2 separate regions of the Rattus norvegicus genome follow, and region 2 is linked to region 1. Evidence: chromatin contacts called from public Hi-C data. All regions are on one chromosome and are shown on one strand. The core of a region is the stretch at or near the end of the contact, and the rest is flanking DNA. Distances in the headings are between cores, read along the strand shown. Region 1 has its middle 27 kb from the start of Arap3. Region 2 has its middle 69 kb from the start of Arap3.

The links. A called contact is a pair of places that touch in the nucleus more often than the background predicts.
Region 2: a Hi-C map of frontal cortex shows a contact between it and region 1, with 3 times the contacts expected there. The contact joins two enhancer-like sites. A contact is called at or near these places in 4 of 12 Hi-C or Micro-C datasets (the A7r5 cell line, Schwann cells, frontal cortex and 1 more) and 1 of 1 datasets of contacts at active chromatin or transcription factors (oligodendrocytes).

What each region holds. Positions count from the first base shown.
Region 1 is chr18:30,109,817-30,113,615 of GRCr8, reverse strand. No RefSeq gene overlaps it. Among named protein-coding and RNA genes, the nearest start is that of Arap3, 27 kb to the right of the region's middle. Within about 2 kb of position 1,850, at least 35 of the 93 cell types and tissues checked have an H3K27ac peak or open chromatin away from gene starts, as enhancers often do.
Region 2 is chr18:30,151,894-30,155,692 of GRCr8, reverse strand. No RefSeq gene overlaps it. Among named protein-coding and RNA genes, the nearest start is that of Arap3, 69 kb to the right of the region's middle. Within about 2 kb of position 1,737, at least 67 of the 93 cell types and tissues checked have an H3K27ac peak or open chromatin away from gene starts, as enhancers often do.

The sequences.
Region 1 (3,799 bases), core at 601-3,100:
AGGTGGACACAGATTTGACGGCTCCTCTATTCCCTGCTGTGCTTAGGTTGACCCAGACTCTCTGCCAAGGATTAGAAGGTACTTCCTAATTTCATCCCTACCTGTCAGCTGATCTTCCAATACCAATGGGTATCAATACTATTTGACACTTACTGAATGTTAACCTCATTCATTTCCATAAAAATCCAGTGACAGGAAAGTTGGGGTTAGCCTTTTATTATGAATATACCCATGTAACAGGAGAGGAAAGTCAGGTACAGAAAGGCTGAATAACTTGCTCTGGTCACAAAGACAGAAAATAGAAAACCCGGGATTTGAACCCAGGACTACTGTTTTTCTTCTTTCCATTCTTGTTTTGAGGGCTGGGGCTTGAGACTTGGCAGCTCTTGAACTTGCTCTGTAGGCCAGGCTAGCTTCAAACTCAGAGATCTGCCTGCCTCTGTCTGCCAATGCTGGGACTAAGTGCATTCGCCACCACACTCTCCCCCAGGACCGTTTCTCTAAGCACCACCATGGGAGAATGACATTTTCATTCTACAATCAGCCATGACTTCACTCTCTTCACCTCAGCGTCCTCTAGTAGGCCAATGCCCAGACACGCCTCATCTTTGCCTGATGAAACTGCAGTCTGAGAAGCCAGGCAGAGCTGGGGATCCTTCTCTGTGTACTGAGGTTTCCCTTCTTGCTGTCTTAGCCCTGAAGGGGGCTGTGGCAGGTTACTCATGGAGTGCAGTGTGGAAGTTACACATGGAGTGCAGAGGCCCTTACTGCTCTCACAGCTGAATCCAGGGGAAAACAGAGGCTGGCACACAGGCCTTGGTAATGACCTCAGACTGATAAACGCAAGCCCAAACCCTCTCTGCCAGTCTCTGGGGGTCTGTGCCCCACCCCTGTTCCCTAGACATTTATAGCTGCTTCCGCTGCCTGCTTTCTCTGCACTTAATTGAACTTTACATAATGCACTAACACCCAAACACCAGACATGAACACGATGATCTCCATTTTACGGCTAAGGAAACTGAGGCTCTCTCAAATTCAGCCAATCACATTCTGATGAATCGAACTTGACTTAGGCAAAGCCTGACTCAGAACCCACCACTCAACAAGTGAGCAAAGCCACAGTGTAGAGTGAAGGCGGGAGCTAAAGGGCTCCTCTCCTCCCCCTCAGCCCTCTCTCCTCATTTATCTCCCCTTCACGCCCTTAATAAAAGCCCGGAGATTGACCGATGGAGGGGGCTGATTTCCCCGGGAGAGAAGCATCCTTTACACAAGAACATTCAAACAGGATCAGAATTCGTCCGCGAGGCACAGGCTTCAGAAGACAGCTGGGGACGGAGAGTTGCTGGGAGAAGGAGGTGCAAAGGGATGGGGAACAATCTTTTATTTATTTATTTCCCTCTAGGAGCCTTCACCTTTCATTAAAACAGCCTCCGGATGTAGGTGCAATCAAACATTCATTAGACAAGCAAGGTACATTTAAGAAAAAGCTAACAACGCCCAGCGCGCGCGCACATCCACACATGCAGCAATAATCAATCTGCGAAATGAAACCAGTCCTTCAGGCGAGAGAAACAGACCGTGTTCCTCCGCACCCGGCTCCCCAGGCCCTGCGTCCCTGTCCCTACCACAATCCCGCACCCGCGGGGGTGGGGGACGCCCCACTCCCCTGCCTCTGAAGCGGGACAAAAGTGGGGCGGGAGTGAGGGCGTTCCTCCCAGCCTAGCTGCTGAGCCTTAGCAAGGTTTTCCACAACCTGAAACTCATAGAGTTCGCACATCTGTCTCCAAAGCCAGGCTCGGAGGTTGAGTTCATCCCTTGCCTAATACAACCCTCTGCTTAGGACAGTGGGACAGGGGCCAAGTGTCCTGCAAGGTTGGTTCCCCGTTCTGTCAATCAGGAAGGGCTTCCCGGAGGAGGGGATGGCGGCGGAGCGGGGGAATGGGGGTAAGGAAGCGGCTTGACAGATGGGGAGTGGGAGGCTCTTCCCAGCATATGGGGCTGCGTGGGTGGAAGGAGTCTAGGCTGGGTGGGGGATGGAGGGGCGCCGGGCTGCAGAGACAGTCTTTGGAGCGGGAACGGGGGCTGGAGTGGGGGTGGGCGTGTGAACCGGACGGAGGGGAAAGAAGGTAACCCCCAAAGGTGGAGGCGGGGAGAGGGGGCGGCCACGGCCGAACTCTCCCTGGAGCCAGCGAAGGCGTCGCGTTCCCAGCGCCTTGCACAAGGGCGCCCCCTGATGGTAACTCTAGAGTCAGACACGATTTCAATTTTCTTAAAGAAAAATAAATCAGTTTAGCGAAATCCTTTTTTAATTTTTGTTTATTTATCTTTTTTGATACAAGGTCTCATGTAGCCCAGGCTGGCCTCGAATTCTCTATATTGCAAGGAGTGACTTTGAACTTCTGATCTTGCCTTCACCACCCCAGTGCTGGGGTCGTAGCATCACACCTGGTTTAAATTTAACCAGATACATTCAAGTCCCTTCTGACCTGAGATCGCCCTTCTAGAGGCACCCCAACCCATTTTACAGCTCCTATAATTGAGGCCAGCGAGGTCAATGAGGCTGATCTGAGAGAGACAGGACTCTAATCTATGGATTCATTCACTCAACACCTAAGCCCTTCTTGCAGGCAGGAGATACATTGCAGGACACAAATGATCAGGCCTGGGGTTTAACGTCTAGGTGAGGAGACTTAGACTATATAACAAATGAGAAAAACAATGTCTAGTTGAGGAGTAAATGAGCCCGCCTGTGGAGCTAGGCAAGGACTACACCTCCTCAGCCTGCCTCACCGCTCCCTAGGGGACCAGGGTGTGTCAACCTTGACTTCAAGATAGGCTACAGAGGAAGGTGGCTCTGGGGGTGAGACTCAGAGGAAGTAGTTCAGACCCCCAAGGCCAGAACACTCCCAACCCCAGTGTAGCTCTTTGGTTTAGCCATCAGCACCTGCTGCCTCGGGCTCTCCCACGGTGGCCAAGCTGCTGAATTACTTCCTACCCCAACCCGATGAGGTTTTAATCTGTTTTTATACAACAGCCATGCTGCCTGCGCTCCTGTTATTACCGAGTTTTCTGTACCCTGATCCTGCGTCTCCTGGCAGCTCTAACCAAGGGAAGGTTCTGAGATGAAGCTGGGAGGGGTCCCCTCACTCTGGAAAATTTTATGGGAACACCAAGGTTTGATGTGGGCAGGAGCCTGGAGCACTCAGGCAACAGACAGTGTAAGACAGGATTTCAGCCCTGCCCTCAAGGCTGGGCTGCAGTCAAAGCCTAGGATTTGGGTGTGAAGGGATCAAGTCTACAGTCTACAATTTGAGCTCAGGAGAACAGCGCTGTGCTTGCAGAACCGGGTCACAGTTTGGGTACCTTTGCAGCTCCAAGCAGAGAGATAGAAGAAGAGGGAGCACAGTAGGCCCACAGCCGCCTGTAATCCTGACACTCCGTGGGCTAGAAGGAGGAGATCAATGTAAGTTTGAGGCCAGCCTGGTCTACATTATGAGTCATAGGCCAGCCAGGGCTACAGAGTAAACCCCAGCTCAAAGAACTGAAAAACTTAAAATAAAAAAAAAAAATCATGGTAGTTCTGGGTCTGTGGTTTACCGTATTGACGCCCAAGGGTCAGTTGGTCCTGCCCACTTATGGAATGGGAGTGGCTGCTACATCCACTGCAGGTTGGTGTCTGCACTTGACCATGTAGAGAACTATGCCAGGCAGTATGGGAGGAGGCCTGGGCTCTACTCCCTGGAGAGATTGTTTATGAAGCTTAGGTGGACAGAGGTGGCAGGCCCACGTGAAGGGCTAT
Region 2 (3,799 bases), core at 488-2,987, 42 kb before region 1:
AGAGAAAGAGAGAATATATCAATGAATGAGTGAATGCATATATAAATGAATGGATGAATGAATGAATGACCTAGACAAGCAAGGACTTTGAAACAAACAAACAACAACAACAACAACAACCCTCTTATTATGATGAGGAAACAAGGTTTAGGAAGGTCAGTAACCCAGAAAGGGCTCCCTGATGTTTGTTACACAGTAGAATCAAAGCCTTCTTCTCTGAGAGCCGGCCCAGGAAGCTTAGAGCAAGAGCAGGGAGCAGACCTTAGGGGCAGCAGGGAAGGCTGTCTGGGCAAGGCTTAGGCTGAGGCTCAGGCAGATGGAGGCTCTGCCCAGAAGAAAGGACTTTCCTGGAATTATTCTGCCTCCAGGTGGAGAAGCACAGAAGCCTAATTGGTTTTCTCAGCTCCTGGAGCTCGGTTCATAAATCATGGCTCCATTGAAGATACAGGCACCTCATCTCTGGAGACTTGGGTGTGACTTGATGCAAACTCCGAGTGACAGGAAAAGGCTTTCAGCCTCCATGTGCAGGTGCCTATGCCGCCCCTGCCCAGAATAGAACACACCAGTCTCTTGTCAAGGTCCACTACTCACCTGCGGTGCACCACTAGGTACTCCATGCTCAAGTGCCCAGGGCCCCAAGGGAGAGGCTGGGAAAGGAGAGGTCCAGGAATGCAGAGTGGGAGTGTGGCAAAGGCCCAAAAAGCCTTCCTTTTCTGCATTCAATCCCACTCACTATTTATTGAGTGCCTATCTTGTGCCAGATACTGTGCCGGGCTCTGGGGATCCTGGGATGGCTCAGATGCAGGGGAGAGGGGAGGGGAGAGGCAGCTACTGAGACAATCATCACAACATGGGTGATAAGTGCTTTAGAGGGAACTACAAAGTGCTCTGGGAGCTCAGAGCAGCGGGCCATTCATTCTTCCCCTGCTGGAAGAGTTCGGGGAAAACTGTGTGGGGTGGGAGCATGTTGGCTGGGTCTGGTGGGCTTGACGGTAGGAGGTGGAGGAAGGACACCTCATGCAGAGAAGAGCGTGTGCAAAGACAGGGATGAAGGAGAAAACCTTGTTACAGTGTAGCAGATGGGGAGGCAGGAGGATCGCTGGACAGCAAGCTGCAGGCCAGAATCAGAAAAGCCATGAATGATCGTTAGGAGAGTGGCTGGACCCAGTCCAGCCGTGGGCAAAGGGGAGCCATTGAAGAATTTTAAGCAGGGGTGTGCGGGGTGGCAGGGCCAGATTTGTGTTTTAGAAAGCCTTCTCTGGGGAGTGAGAATGGACTAGAACTGTGGCCAACAGGCAGAGAGAGGGAATGCATCCTAGGGACACTTTGGAGGAAAGATGGGCAGGGCTTTTCCCTCCTAAGTAACGCTTTTGCACTCTCTTGCCTTTCCACTCATGCTGAGTTCCCCTGGGGAGGAGGGCCGCATCCTTCTTACTCTGGTCGGCTGAGGGCTTCTGCATTCATAGAGCTGAACCTACAGGGTCTGACTGACAAGAACGGCTCCAACAGCTCAGAGTCCTGCTGTGAGCCTGAGCTAGTGACTTCTCTCTACTCAGTCCACAAGCGCCATACAGTGGTAAGCTTAGCCTAGGCCTCTGGGGAAGGCCCAGAAGATCCTCCCTCCCTCTTCTTCCTTCCCTCTCCCTCTTCTTCCCTCTCCTCCCTCCCTCCTCCCTGGAGCCCAAGCTTTCTTGCTGGGAGCTCTCAGAGCCAGCAGAGCTGTGGATGAAATGGTTCGGTGGCTCCAGCCCAGCTGCTGTCATGGCAACCAGGCTGCATGCCAGACCCACAACCAGGAGCCCAGTTACCTGCTCCAGAACTACATTTCCCAGCATGCAAAGCACCCGCAGGAACGAAAGAAACTCACTCTCTGCCTGGGTCCGGCCTAGAAGATGCATGGAGGAACACAGTGTAGAACAGCCCCCAAGCCCAGTCCCCGCACCCTTACCTCACTCCCGCAAGCAAAAACAGGGAGTGCCTGTGTGTCTGGAGGAGGCCTGGAAGCCCTTCCTCCTTGTTGAGTCACCTGCCTGATATCCCAGAAGGAAGCCCAGAAAAGAGCAAGGGTTAGGGATAGATAATCTTCCTGATTTCCTCACCTATCCATCCGTGGTGTGGATTGAAAATATTCTCTCACACAATCATCAGTATCCTCCATCTTTGCCCGGACTCGAGGGAACAAGTCTAAATGGCTACAATGCATAGCTGATTGGCCTGTTTGTCTCTCCTCAAGTCCCTTCCTCTTTCATCCACAGAAGCCCAAATGACCTTTTCAAAATGCAATTCCATCTTATCACTGCTGATGGTGCCCACCCCTTGCTGTTTAAACTCTTCAGTGTTTAAATCTTTGGCTTGCCCACGAAGAAACAAATTGCTTAGCACAGTTGACAAGGCCCTACATGGTGGTCTGACTTCTGCCTGCTTTCAGCCCCCTTCAGTGACCCCACACAGTCAGCAGTACTGGATGGGCTTTTGTTTCCTTATAGAAGTCATGTGCTGTCTGATGCAGGGCCTCTCTCGGGAACACTTTTCTTCTGCCTTTGCCCTGTATAGACTTCCCAACCTCAGAGTAATATCATCTTCTAAGGGAGCTCTGCTAACCCAGCTTACTTGACCAGTACTTGGTCTTGTCAGCCCCTTTCTTAAGTACTTGTCACAGTTGCACCTGTGACACCTTTGCATCAATCTATGCAATCATTTGACACCTGTGCATGGTAGCCTCTGTGAAGGGAGATTACCTTTCAGCCTTCATACTGCAGTTTAAGAACCATTCTTCAGGGGGTTGGGGATTTAGCTCAGTGGTAGAGCGCTTGCCTAGCAAGCGCAAGGCCCTGGGTTCGGTCCCCAGCTCCGAAAAAAAGAAAAAAAAAAAAGAACCATTCTTCAAAACAAATGGATTTGCCTAAGCCTTAGTCTTGCTGTCTCACAACCTGCAGTATACCTTGGCCTGTGTGTAGTAGTACCAGAGACCTCTCAGTGAGCAAGATGCAGATGAACTCTTTCCTATCATGAGGCCTTTAGTCCAGGGAAGAAGACAGACACCAAATCTGTGTTCAATGTGGTAACAGCAAAAGATATAGATCCTGAGATCTAGGAAGATCCATGAAGACTCAAGGGTAGAAGGAACACAGCGTAGGGCACCCCGACCCCGTCTAAAGCAGGGAGTGTTGCAAACAGAGCAGTGGATGCCTCTGAGGCACCCAGAACATGCATCATTCGAGGTATTACATAAGGCCAGGGCTGCTGGGCTGTGGGCTGAGTGGGAAGTGATGGCAGCCCTATCATGCCTTGGTTTTCCTGGGCAGTAATGGGATGGCTGAACTTTTTTTTTCAACCTGCTGGACCCTTGGCTTCCATGTCACTTCCACAAACCCCCACCCCACCCCTACTTTCTCAGTCTAGGATGAAGCACAGAACAGACATACTTCAACTGCACCATGGCGCAGGCAAACTGCCCTCTATTCTTGAGCACCTACAACTATATGCTGAGTGTCCAGTGAGGACCCTGACTGTGTCTGGTATGATGGGGTTGATATGATGTGTGTGTGTGTGTGTGTGTGTGTGTGTGTGTGTGTGTTTTAGAGGCTGATATACTGGTATACTAGCCAGTCAGTAATGGAATGGAGCACAGATTGCTGACAAGTTGGGGGAGGGGCTGAAAAAGCAGGGAATCTAGCCTGGGGTACAGCGTGGGTGCACAGCTTGCCTGGGAAGTGAGGCAGGGCTGACCAGCTGCAGAGCTTCAGTTGGCCTGGAGCAGGATGGGGTCCTTCTCATTTTTACATTTGTTGCTGTCCTC